Linked DNA regions of Zea mays: region 1 is linked to region 2. A link is a contact called in public Hi-C data. All regions are on one chromosome and are shown on one strand. Each heading gives the region's core, a stretch centred on a gene start, on an enhancer-like site or on the middle of the called end of the contact. The rest is flanking DNA. Distances are from core to core; before and after follow the strand shown.

Evidence for each region. Hi-C and Micro-C count contacts between places; a contact is called where the count stands out from the background.
Region 1: a contact with region 2 is called in a Hi-C map of tassel, with 2.6 times the contacts expected there. The contact joins the promoter of LOC100285830 here to the enhancer-like site in region 2. A contact is called at or near these places in 2 of 25 Hi-C or Micro-C datasets (bundle sheath and tassel).

The regions. Positions count from the first base shown.
Region 1 is chr1:4,793,999-4,800,600 of Zm-B73-REFERENCE-NAM-5.0, forward strand. It overlaps LOC100285830, which reads right to left and starts at 1,914. Exons shown (of 2, transcript NM_001158720.2): 1 at 1,092-1,914; 2 at 1-24. The coding sequence starts at 1,894.
Region 2 is chr1:4,541,389-4,548,139 of Zm-B73-REFERENCE-NAM-5.0, forward strand. No RefSeq gene overlaps it. Among protein-coding and RNA genes, the nearest start is that of LOC100282187, 53 kb to the left of the region's middle. Within about 2 kb of position 1,848, at least 18 of the 20 cell types and tissues checked have an H3K27ac peak or open chromatin away from gene starts, as enhancers often do. A contact at or near this core is called in bundle sheath and tassel, where this site is marked.

The DNA.
Region 1 (6,602 bases), core at 664-3,163, 250 kb after region 2:
AGAGGAAAGACACCAGGAGTATACCTGCAAAAAGTTACATACGAATATAATATAAGAATCAGTGTCCATTCGTCTCTTCAACTGAAGCACAATGGTCTTAACAAGGCCCAAACGTACACACACAACAATTAATATTGCTGGCTTGCATCTACATGTAGTGTTCATTGTTCAAATACTACATTATGGAATCACTGAACTAAACATGGCCTAAGCAATATGTTCAAATACTACGGTGGATTCCATAATGTTTGTTCAAATACTTCATCATCCATAATGGGCAACAGAACTAAACATGGCCTAAGCACATGGTGATAGTAAATTACTGTGCACAAACTGTAAATTTATGAGTGTATGGTGGCAGATGTACTAAATTCATGGTGATGCTGCCCAAAGTACATGGTTAGGCCCAAACCGAATTAAAGGGTAAACTTTTATTCCACAAACTAAAATAACGTCTTGTAGTAAGCATTGTAAAATAAACAAAGAAAAGAGCGTTACTGACTTTGAGTCGGTTGCCCACAGGTGGATCATCAGTAACACAAATAATGGCATTTTGAATTGTGCTTGTGCTGCTACTTTATGGTGCTTATGAAAAACATATAACCTATTTGTTTTCAGGGGTGATCATGGTCAGGGATGAGTCAATTCATTGGAGACATCGTGAGAATGCTATGGTGTTGCCCAGTTTCATTTAAGTCCAAGAAGCTGGTGAAGATGGAGAGGATCAATGGGACATTGGAGAAGATGGCAAACTAACCACCGAAAGTTGGGTGGAACAATGCAATGATGTGTCAACTACATCAGATTTGGAAGTCTGGGTGGGGCATGGAGATCAGAGCCAACAGGTCTCTTCACCTGCCAGTTCTCATATGAAGAGTGGCCGGAGTATGAATGCAAAACGTGAGGCGTTGAGTGCATCCGTGCCATGGGAAAGTAGGAGGACAGATGACAGTTCGAGTAGTGCTGCTCGTTTAGCTGAGATTGATTGCTGTGATGATGTTGCTTATGGCAGGCACAAACCAGATGAGAATGCCTACCATTTGTTTCTGTAAAAAGTTGTAGACAACACAGGGAGAAGAAAAATCACTTACATCTGCCCAAACTTGGTGCCCTGCTCAATTTGCAGATCATACACAGAAACGTGAGTGGGCCTTGCATCCACCGTGCACCTCAAGCTTTCCTCCCACATCTCCTCGGTTTGATTCGGCAGCGAGGAGATGAGGTCCATGCTCCAGTTCTGCAGCCCCTCGCACGCCGTCACGATCGCGACGGCCTCGTGCACCTCCTTCACGCCGTGCGCGCGTCCGCACGCCCGCAGCAGGTCCTCCTGGAACGCCTGCACGCCGAGCGAGACGCGGTTGACGCCCACGCCCACGAGCTCCTTGAGCCTGGCGGCATCGAACGTGCCGGGGTCCATCTCGATGGAGACCTCGGGGCGCGCCGACAGGCCGAACCTGGCGCGCAGCGCGTCGAGGACCGTGGCGACCAGGCGCGGCGGGACGAGCGACGGCGTGCCCCCACCGAAGAAGACGGTCTCGAGCGGCACGCCATCGTCGGAAACCGGGCGCGTGGCGGAGACCTCGCGGAGCAAGAGGTTCACGTAGTCAACGATCCTGGGGTCTTCCGCGGCCTCGCCACGGGAGGGGGCTGACGATGAGCCGAGGGCGATGATGGGGAAGTCGCAGTAGTGGCAGCGCTTGCGGCAGAAGGGAAGGTGGACGTAGGCGGAGGCCGGGGGTAGCGGCGGTAGCAAGGGAGAGTGAGGTGGGGAGAAGGAGGAGGCGGTGACGGCGGCCGCGGAGGCATATCGTCGAGCGGGTGGAGGGCGTGGGCGGATTGCGGACGGTTTCCGGCGTGGGAGATGGGAGACGAGCGGGAAGGCCAGCCGGAGCATTATGGAAGCTGTGGCGTACCTGCCGGATAGGAATTCGTGACTTGGGATGGGCATGGGCTACGCTGGGTGCCTGGGTGGCTCGTGGCTGTAACTGGGTCTAGGGTACGAGTCACCTACATTCATTTAGATCTAAATCCAAAATTTAAATCACTCCTTTCAAGTCTTGGATGATCAAATTTTCCACATTCGCCCTACTAGCGTTGTTGATCATGTACTTGAAAAGAAGTGGCCATTTGTCCATTTCTCCTAAATCAGCGAGCCTTGTGATTGAATATATATCTCCATCCTTGCCTTCCCGAACTTAAAACAACACCTTTAAAAACACACGGTTTTATGGAATACATGTCCATTGCTATTTATTCTAATAATCGGTTATGATTAATTAGAAGAGGAAAAACTAGCTCCAATAACACTTAGGCCTTATTCGGTTACATGGGATATAATCCCACCATGGATTTAATCCGGGTATGGATTGGGTGAATCCATATCTCACACCCAATCCCATGGTGGGATTAAATCTATCAACAAATCCATGTGACTTTCAAAGCTAATTATTCTTTTGATCCATGGATTCTAATGTAAACTTGTGCAATATCTCATGGATTTGTTCCATACTTAATGGGCTATGGATAGAATCCATGTCTTCTATAGTTTAAAAAATTCCCAAACCTTTGGGTTATATTCCATGATGGGTTTAACCGAATAAAAAAATTAAGTAGTCATGGATTATTTTGGGGCATGTATTGAGACATGGATTTAATTCCAATCCATGCTAATCCAGAGCGGGATTGGTGTAAACGAACAAAGCCTTATAGGATCAAAAGGCAAGGATAGGCAATCAGAGTGGGTAATTGATTGTGGAAGGTAAAAAAATAAGAGAATAATTATAACACCTCATGATTTACAAAACCTAATTAATTCATGCTTCTCAATTGTGGATAGAACTATATTTTGTTAGTTAAAATTATATTGTCAAAATCTGTAACTCCGATTGACCTGGAACTTTGTCAAAATAGACTAGATAAAATTATGCAACTAACCAACTGAAAATCATGTCAATCGGACTTGCGGATCTGGAGATATTAACAAAACAAGATTGTTGTGACGAGAATTGATCAAGCCCTAGTTTCGTGATTATTCAAGAACCATGAAAGATTAAGCAACTAAACTTTGCAGATATGCCCTAGCAATATTATAGTTGAATCAAGTCAATAGTAACAATTGAAATTAATAAATCAATCTATAATCAAAAGCTAGGGATATAAATGATAAGCAAAGAAAGAGGAACGAGATTACCACACTGATTTTGCATAAACATCAACTTTATTGCCAAGTTTATGTGTATAAAATGCTCTCCAAAACATCACAAAGATTTCTCCACGAAACTTCGCAAACTCTAGATAAAAACATAATCTTGGGTCTAATATACTCTCTCTCTCTCTCTCTCTCAAAGTCTGCTAAAAAACAAGGTGAATTAACTATCTATGTGCCTAAATCAAACTCCGAATAGGTCTACTAGTCCAATTCGACTCGGTTTGATCCAATCTGGGCCAAACTTTCCAATTCAGCCCTCACCGGCTCCTTCTGGACCGGGTTGCCTCCTTGCGCTTGGGCTGGTCGCGCGTCGAGCCTGGGCCAGCCGCACCGCACTGGTCTGGGCCGCCGAAACACGCCCGCCTGGGCCATCCGCGCCGCACTGGTCTGGGCCGCCGAAACACGCCCGCCTGGGCCACTCGCCAAGTTGGCCGTCACTGTACCTGGGCTGGTCTCTGCACAAGCTTGCTTCTGGATATAGCAATGGATAAATATCATCGGTACTACATTATATCTATACATACGACAAAAATAACACCATCGTAGTGAATATGGATTTACACCGTACTCATACCATGGGTATGGGTCAACCGTCAAGGCACTTTAAACATCTATCAAAATGATATATTATACAAATATATCCATCTAAATAACATTATAAAATTTCTACCATCATTTAACCATCTATTTAACAACACCAAAGATAATTGAATAAAGTAGCAACACTAGGATAGTACTACATAGCACATTACATGTTTCATTACATGGTCATCAAATAGTCGTTAAGCCTTCTATAACACTATAGCACAAAAGGTTATTAAATAGTAAAAAAGATGGATGACTGAAGCCCAAGTTCATGCTTTTGGTCTAAGTTTATACTGTGTATTTTATACCTACAGGTTAACAGTTATATGGGTGAGCGTGGAACGTTCTAATACCCGTTTACCCATTGGATGAAGATTTTTGTCCAATAAGAAACACACGGCCGGTAGAATATTTAACCCATATACATACCCTAATGAAGTAAATACACATCGGATATCGTGTCGCGGTTATCCATTGCCATATCTACTTGCTTCTCAGCTGCCGCTCGGTGTTGCAGGTATGTCAACTTACGTAACCTCAGTATACACCGTTTCTCTAGGCTGAATGTACGTCGCATGACATCGTAAACCAATAGGATGTTAGTTCTCCCTATACTTAGTATCAAAACCTCGTTTCTCCTAAACCTAGACACTGACCATGTTCCGCTTTAAACAAAAATGCACATGAACAACAGACGTTGTACATAGCAACCACACATGTTTGCAATGTGTCTGGCCACTACTACCCGGTTACAGCCGATACTTCCTATTGACTTTTTTATTTACTTATCTTCTCGGAGGACAAATTAAGTTAAGTTTTACAATGCCAAAACAGAACCACATGCGCTATACTCGATCGAAGTCTATCATCTTGCTCACATCTTTAGTAGTACACGGCAGCTGTGTTGCCACTAAATCCACCGTTTTCCCTTGTGCCGTCGTCGGATCAGCAACGTATCCACACAGCACACAGGTAGTACATAGCTAATCTGAAGAGCCATCTCTGCGGTGCTTGGGTTGCCGGGCTACAGCAGAGATGTGAGTCCAAATTAACTGAACATGCTTGCTGATCAATATGGCCGAAAAGGTTAATTCATGTGCGTTGTGCTATGGTGCAGTGTCAGTCCACCATGCATGCTGCTTTTGGTGTCCAATGCTTTGGTGTCATGAACCTTTGTAAAATCGCGTTTTTTCACTCTCTTTTATATATAAATAAATAATACTCACTCTGCCCCAAATTAGTAGGTTTTCTAAAAATAGTTGACGTTTCATGTTTGCACACAGGAATTTAGAAGTTAACAAACGGTATGTCACGCATGCAGAAAATAAAGAGATATAGACATGCATCAAAAAGAAAGAAAAAAGGATATATTAAGAGAAGAGAAATGTGTATTAGAAATTGATTTGTTCAGAAAGAGAGAGAGAGAGAGAGAGAGAGATGCATTAAAAAAAGAAGAAAAGATATGTTAAGAGAAGAGAAATATATATATTAGGAATTGAATTTTTAGATAGAGTTTTAATCTTATAGTGACATTAACTATAATGGGACCGACGGAGGGAGTATATAAGCTGTATGGTCGTCTGTACGTCCCTTACCTATATATATACTAGTTAGGTGCCCGTGCGTTGCAACGGAGATCATATAAATCCATATGTTTTGCTACGCAACATGAGGGATCGGTATTATTCGAAGTTATTTTTCTATTGGACCTAGTGAGGTACCCGTACGTTGCTACAGAGATCATATAAATCCATAGATTTTATCATTAACATTGTAATAATTTCTTTAGTGTGCAACTTCCACCAATTACATCAGCATTCCTTACACGGGCACCTCTTACTCATTACCCCTCATATCGCCTTTGGCCACCTCCTTAGACACTTTATTCTCAGTACATACAAGACATGAAAACCTGCCAAGATCAAACAACGCGACATCATGGTAACTAAAATAGAATATTTTTAAGTGACATTATTTCTAATAACAGAAAGGTATACATCGTGGGCACCGCCGAGGGGGAGAGGGAGGGATCACGGTTGGAGCAGTCAAGCTGCCGGGGGTGATGCCACTGTTAAAGCTATCGAGATGAAGACACAGATGTTATTACTCGAGATATGGCAGGGTGCTACAATGAGATGTTTCGGTACATCACCGCTCATACTTACATTGATACTTCTCTTGGCACTAATGTTGCTTTGGAATCTATCGAAGAGTACAGTTTAGCTCAATGTGCAATCCTGGCACTAAAATGAGATGTTTGGCTTTGTTTCTGCTGATAACTCATCCAGATGAAGCTAGAGGGATGTGGGCTAACCTTACTGGGGATTTGGCGTCGATAGAAGATGGATTCGGAGGTAAAGTTGGACCGATACGACGGCAGCGCGTGGACGTAGATGGAGTAGCGCCCCTCGTTTCCCCGGAAGAAGCGCTCCTAGAGCGGCGCCAGCGTCAGCGGACTGCACGTGAGGAACATGAAGGCCACCTTGGGCACGCGCTGGAACGGGTACCGCCGCACCCCTGGGGCGAACAACGTGTGCCACAGCAGCTCCTCGTCCATCATCGAGTGCTCCAGCCCCTCCGCGGCGGCGGCGGAGACGCCCAGCCACGGCCGGAACAGCGTGTCCGCCGCCACCTCGTGCCCGTGCCGCGCCATGAGCACGCCGGCCGCGAACAGCCCCAAGCCGAGCAGCAGGAACACCTTGAGCATCTCCCACGGGAACACCCTGTGCTGCCCCTGCCTCACCTCCTTCATGTCGTTGTCCATGGATGATGTGCGTGCCGCCTGTAGCGCGGCAGCTCGAGGCTAGGA
Region 2 (6,751 bases), core at 598-3,097:
CGTTCCGAGCAATTCTCGAGTTATAACAACCGCGACATTTTTTCTAAAGAAAACATGAATTCTTTGCAAATCAACATGTCATCCATTCTAATATAAAGAATATAATAAACAAGTCCTATCATTTATAGATCAGACCCTAGGGCGAGAACATGATTTTTAGCCGCTTGAACCGATTGGTCACCCCTGGCGATAGGGGATTTGGGTCTAGCTCGTGACGCTCCACTCGAAACCACCCCCTTGCAACCCGCTAGTTGGGGGATTTTTATTGAAATGTTGTGTGGAATGAGATCCACCTAGGTAAGGGTATTTGTAGAGGGCTTGGTGATGAAATTTGTGATTTTTTGTATTTTTTACCATTTTTTACTCCAAACAGTCAAAATGGATAATTGCAACGACTACCACACATGGACCAATCAGAAGCCGCCACGTCACTCTCGTCTGTTGCTCTCGCTCGCCATCTCGTCCGCGCCAACGCGTCGCCCTCCCTCTCCCCTGGGCGAGCGCTCCAGCGCGGGCGAGAGCGGGGCGATATCGCCCGCTCTCGCTGGGCGCTAGCCGCGTCGTTCGAGGACACCCACTCGACCACCTCTCTCTATGCGCCAGGCGATAGAGGCCCCATGCCGCCCGTCCTACCGCCCCCATTGGCACCACCCTTACAGAGCAACCACTTCATCCTCATCCTCGGCCTCCGTGGCCACCCTTATGGGCACCGCATCCTCCAGATCATATGCGCGCTCGATCACCCTTAGCTGGCGTGCGCATCGCCGCAGCGGCTTGGACGAGTCCAGACCGAGCCCAACATGGGTGATGACGGGGACGCGAGCTTGGCAGCGAGGTCGAGATGAGGTGGTGGTAGCAGCGCAGTCGAGAGGATGTGGGGTCGTTAGAGGTGGTGTGGCAGGGAGGCGAGGTTGGTAGGAGCGCGACAGATGTTGACGCTCAGGTAGTGGAGGCGGTCAGACTCACGCCGTGGGGTGGGGTTGCGGAGCCACGCATGACATGGAGGCAGGAGCGCTCACGTCGATGAGTGGCGCTGCAGAGCCGTCCTTGAGTGCGAGGTAGTGAATCGACGGGTACACGCACAAGGAGGGCATGGGGAGGAGCACGACGGACAATGCCCTAGGGAGTACCCTAGGGAGCGGGAGGGAGACACACTTCATCATCGTCAAAATAGTGGAGTGGTATGTTTCGTGTGTCCATTCCTGCCGATTGGGTTAGGTGGCCTGGATGATAGGAGACGAGCACCGTGCAACGTGTGTGCGTACAGTTCTGCCCCTCCGCACCACTGTAGTGTGCAGTATGAGGTCATGTTGGACAGGAAAGCCTGAAACGGAGTGGGCGTGACCGCGAGTGACGTAGGTCAGTGCGGAGCGTACTGGCACACAACTATAGGTCGAGCGAGGGAACTAGGCCTTCAGGTCAAAAAGAGATAGGAGGAAGTTTTATCTTTTTAATTTTTAGATTAATTTAAATTTATTTTCAAAACATTTTAGAACATGTAAAAATCATTTTGAATTTAGATAAAAAGCACTCTGTATAATAAACAATATATGTTGCTACACTTTATAATAAATTTTAATATAATAAAAAACACTTTATATTTTTTCATGAACATAAAATATTATAATTCAAACATTTAAGCTATATTTTTAAAAACTATAAATTTTACTAGTACGTAACGAATCTACGTTAAGATCAATCTCTTCGTGGAGATTCGGATCCTTTTACTTCTAGACGAGGGAAGGAAAGTTTCCCTGGGTCGTGACAGTTAGTTGGGCCGTGTACTGGGTGTAGAATGTCAGGCGCGTTCCAAGTATCGCTAAAGCCCAAGTGGCAGGCTGATCGATGCATCTTGGCCCATTAGTCGGATAGGTGGTTGCTCGTCCTAGACCACAATGGTCCAGCAGTCCATGAAACCATCAGGCCCACAAGTTTGTTCCCACCGAAAATAGTTTCCGCTCCGCCTCCGAGCCCGCCCGGCCCGGCTGCCCGCCACCGCCGATCTCCCCCACCGCAACCCACCTTGAGACCTGAGCGAGCGTCACCCCGACGCGCGGGTCGACCCCGAAGCCGCCGGCGAGCCACAGCTAGCATACGCGGACGATCCGGGGACTCTGCTCGCCTCGTGATTGCTGCTGGCTTGCCGGTGGTGTCATCGGTACGTGTTCTGTATGACCGAATTCCTCGTTGGCGGCAGCAGCAGAGAATGCAGGGTGGTGCCGCGTATGTAGCAGCGCTTGCTGGTTGCGCCGCCGCACAGCAGCTGAGCGCCTGACTGGGAGCCTCAGATCCTACGCGCATGTATGCATGTGACGCGCCATGCATTAACCCCATCAGAGCTCAGGGTTTCAGCTTTCACTTCAGGAGTCAGGATCAGAATTCAGAAAGGGTTTCAGTTGAGCCTACAACCTGTCAACCTCCTATATACATACATAGGGCTTGCTTCGTTCGCTCGTCGTCGATGGACAGACAGATGCGGTATGCCGCTCATGCATGTTAGCTGTTGTTGTGTGCCCTCCATCAGTTCGATTATGGATTTTTAAGTGGGCATGCAGCATGTACGCGTGTACGTACGCGGCGCCGTGACGACGCCGCGCCCCGACCGCGACCGGCCAGCAGGCCGAGACGCTCGCCGCCTGATTCGCGCGCGCGCCATGCCCATGCTGTGTTGCTAGCTGCTCAAACTCACATGCCTCCGATCCGGAGTCCGGCTAGCACCTAGCAGCGAGCTTCGCTCACATTCCTTGCCTGCGTGCGGTGCGTGCAGTACAGCGACTGCAGCGAGTTTCGTTCTTCAGAATTCGCCGACTACTGGATCGATTCATAGTTTCAGACTTAAGAAGAAAGGACTAAACTGAAAGGGATGCGATGTGCCCTCTCAAGGACTGAAGCGTCCTTTTTCTCTCAAACGACGACAGGAGGGGGGCCGCGCCGGCCGGGCCAGCGTGCGTGCTCATCGCCGCCGCAGCAGGGATCGGAGACGGGAGGGACCGCCCCACCTGCCTGGCAAGCTCACGGCGATTACAGTTGCGTTACAGGGAGGATCGATGGCAGCTGCAGGGCGCTGTGATGCATATGCTGATGCCTGCACAGTGGCGGAGTTATGTGTGCGGGAACAAACGAACAGGACGCCGGGAGGCCAGGCCAGCGTGCTCTCGCTAACGGAGGCAGGCGCAGCGCAAGGACCTCATCCATCCACCCCTCCACACCGTGCCCACCACCACCGGTTCTGGCAGAGTTTCAGGCAGCTGCAACTGCATGCAATGCAATGCAGCAGCAGGGAGCGCCGGCAGTGCCTTCATTTTTTTTTTGTGCTCCACCCCCACAGCTCCACTGCATGGTGCGTGGCGCATGCCATGGAAGCACTACGACGCAACACTGGTCGGCGTAAACACATGCACGAGGAAGAGGTGGAGGAGAGGGCTTGCTTTTTCACGTGACACTGGCTCAGCGACTGAGCCGGGATTTTTTTAGGGGGCTTAAATAAACCGATATAACAATATAATCTCACTAAATCACCTATTATAGACAAATATATTCAAACATCGATAAACTATGAAAACCATAAAATATACAATAAAATTACGTTTTAAACTTTAGGGGGGGGGGGTCTAGCCCCATCCACCCCATCGTTACTTAAAACCATCCCTGTACTGCCACGTGTCTATTTAGTTAATTTTAATTCAAACATAATTTCATTAGATAGATAATTTTAATTGAAAAAGTCGCAAGCTACAAGTTGTAGATTTTTTGGAGATATAGAACTTTTGTTTTTTTAGCATTTCTCCATCTAAGATCATTCTCTAGCACTAATAAACACTCACTCATGTAGTCACTAGTAACTATAGAGCACATGAATCCCCTTGGTATCAATCCTATAAATTCTTGTGAATCAAATATCTTAAAATTAAAATAATTTTAAATAAAAAAAGTTGTAAACTACAAAGTTACATAACTTTTTAAGGTATATATATATTCTTTTTGGCCGTTTTTGTTCCATATAAGATCTTTTCTTACCACTACACATTCACTTTGACTATAGAACATATGGAATCTTTTGGCGTAACTATATAGTCTTTCGAATATTTCGGCATCAAAACGCTTTGAAATGAAAAAAAATATCAATTATAAAGTTGGAGACCGCAACGAGTACAACAACTTTGATGTAATATTTTTTTATGAGATTTCATATGATAAGATTATAAAGGTTTTTGAACAGTTATCAACTGTATCATATCCCGAACCGATAGCGATCCTTTCATTTGCGAATCGGCAATAATGACCTAACAATGTCACTACTGTTCCGTACGTGGCTAGAACCAGTAGTGATGTGTACTAGCAGAATTCGACACTGATAGGCCGATAGACATTATTATGAGCGTTGGTTCTTAAGCGAGTGGCGGTGATGGACTGTCATGGGAAGTTAACTAGTGTGGCTACGCAAGAGTCTTGCGGTGAAAAAGATCTATAGCGAATCACTACCACTTGTTACATGATCTGTTGATATAGATTGATGCCAGTACAGCTAAAAGTTAGTACTCTCTTCATCCTATTGATCAAGACGTGCATGCATGTATTTAGAAAAGATAACCTTTTGAATGTTTGACTAATAACGCAGCAAAAAATATATAAATTCTGTGTATGCATGCTATATATTTAGATTCATATATAATAGTGTTTTAAGATGATGGTATTTTTGTATTTAGTGCGAGTGCGACTGTTCTTCTGTACCGTTGGTATATATATGTATGTCGCGTGCCCGCGTGCACTTAGATATTTCTCTCCGTGTTTTCGCTTTCATCTGAGTAGGCTTAGATATTTTTCCCTTGGGGAATACGGCGAGTGTATAGTACTTCCCTTGACAGCTACAGATTTTGCACGCATCACCCATTTAGCTAGGCTAGTTCTGACGTGGAAATTAAAAAGGCGTACGTCGGGTCGCTTTTAGGTTTTCGGATGATGAGCATCGAATCACACCCGTCGCAGTCGTCTTTTAGGACATTTTAATTATACATATCACTTGTTAGGCATGCATTTTAATCAACCGTAATATACCAGCCATGTACGCGAGCCTTAAGCTACATTTAGAAACATCACAGGCTGCTACGTACGCACATAATCTTTATAATATTGGTAAAGCCGCGTGCCCGTGTTTTTGGTACATACATGTGACACGAACGTACTTGGTCCAACGAAGAAATATTTCAGCGTGTCTCCTACATTAGTTATCTATAGTTTAATTTATTCTTTTCTTTAAAAAGTTCTAACTTATAAAATAAAATATTGTGGCGTCCCACTAGACGAGGGTTACACTCAACTCATTTTAAATGATCCAAAGATTAACTTGAATATCACGGTTCTCTTTATCTCAATTATATCCGTTTGTGAGAAATCTTCACACTTTTGAGTCTCTCACACCTTACACAAAAGATCTCAAATGAGCACAGGAGTAAGGAGGGAATAGCGACACACAAGAGCGAGAGTTGCAGCACCAACACACACACAAGACAAGAACGAGCACACGAAAGCAACGCAACGGAGTTACAACTCAGAAAAGTGCTCGAATCTCTATCACAGTGAACCAGATGCGTGAATGCAAAGCCTTGGTGTCTTAGGATGTTCAAGAGCTGTTTGGTGTTCTACTCCATGCGTACAGGGGGTCCCTTTTTTATGCCCCAAGACAGCTAGGAGCCGTTTGAACTCCATTTGGAAGGCTTTAGTTGCCTTCTGTCCGTGGGCGCACCGGACAGTCTGGTGCACCACCAGACAGTGAACAGTGCATGGTTTTCTTCCTTTTTCGGCGAAGTCGTACGTTACAGCCATGACCCCGTGGTACACCGGACAATCCGATGTGACCTTCCGATTGTTGGTGAAGTCCACGCGTCGCCCGCTGATCGTTCGACCGACCGTTGGCGTAGGAGCGGCTGCCACACCGGACAGTTCTGTGCACACCGGATAATACGGTGAATTATAGCCACGACTCCTCCAACTTTTCTTGAGAGTAGTCAGTTCGCCGCGCGCGCCAGCCTGAGCACCGGACACTGTCCGGTGCGATCGTAGACTGGTGCAAGTTTGGCTGGGCGTAGCCAAACTTCTCCAATCCAATCTCTTTTGATTTGACAAGGTTCCTAGCACTTAGTAGAATATGTTAGTACCAAAAACAATTTACTAAGTCTAGAATCATACCTTGCATTTACCTTGCATACTTTTACACATATTTTTGCGAATCATACCTTGCATTCACAAGTGGTTGGCTGATCTAGTTGCTTTGGTCTTAGTAGACGACACGAACAATGTTTTATATGAAAGCAGGGTAATATAATTATTGAAAGATGTGGTATCAAACATTGACTAGATAGCAGCTTGATTGTGTAATACCCAGCAGCCATCTCAACACTTCCATGATTCGATCAGATGAGTGATCGTTTTGGTAATAAATAATAAGTCATATCGAGCACTACCATGACTATCATTATTATATTAATTAATCTACTTAATCAGTCTCAAAATACACATCTATACTACTATATAAGAATCTAATGTGGGCGTCTGGTGATAACGCGCCGTGCCCTGTGGGCCCCACACCCAGCGCGCCCGAGCAGTGCTCTCTCACCTACTGTTCTATGGGCCCCGAGCGCTCGTGCAGCCAACTACTATGCTTGCCTAGCACCCGACCTCGCCCTCGCACCTGCCCTCACAGCTACCACACCACGAAAAAATAGTGCAGAGCGAGCACTCGAAACCACGCCCC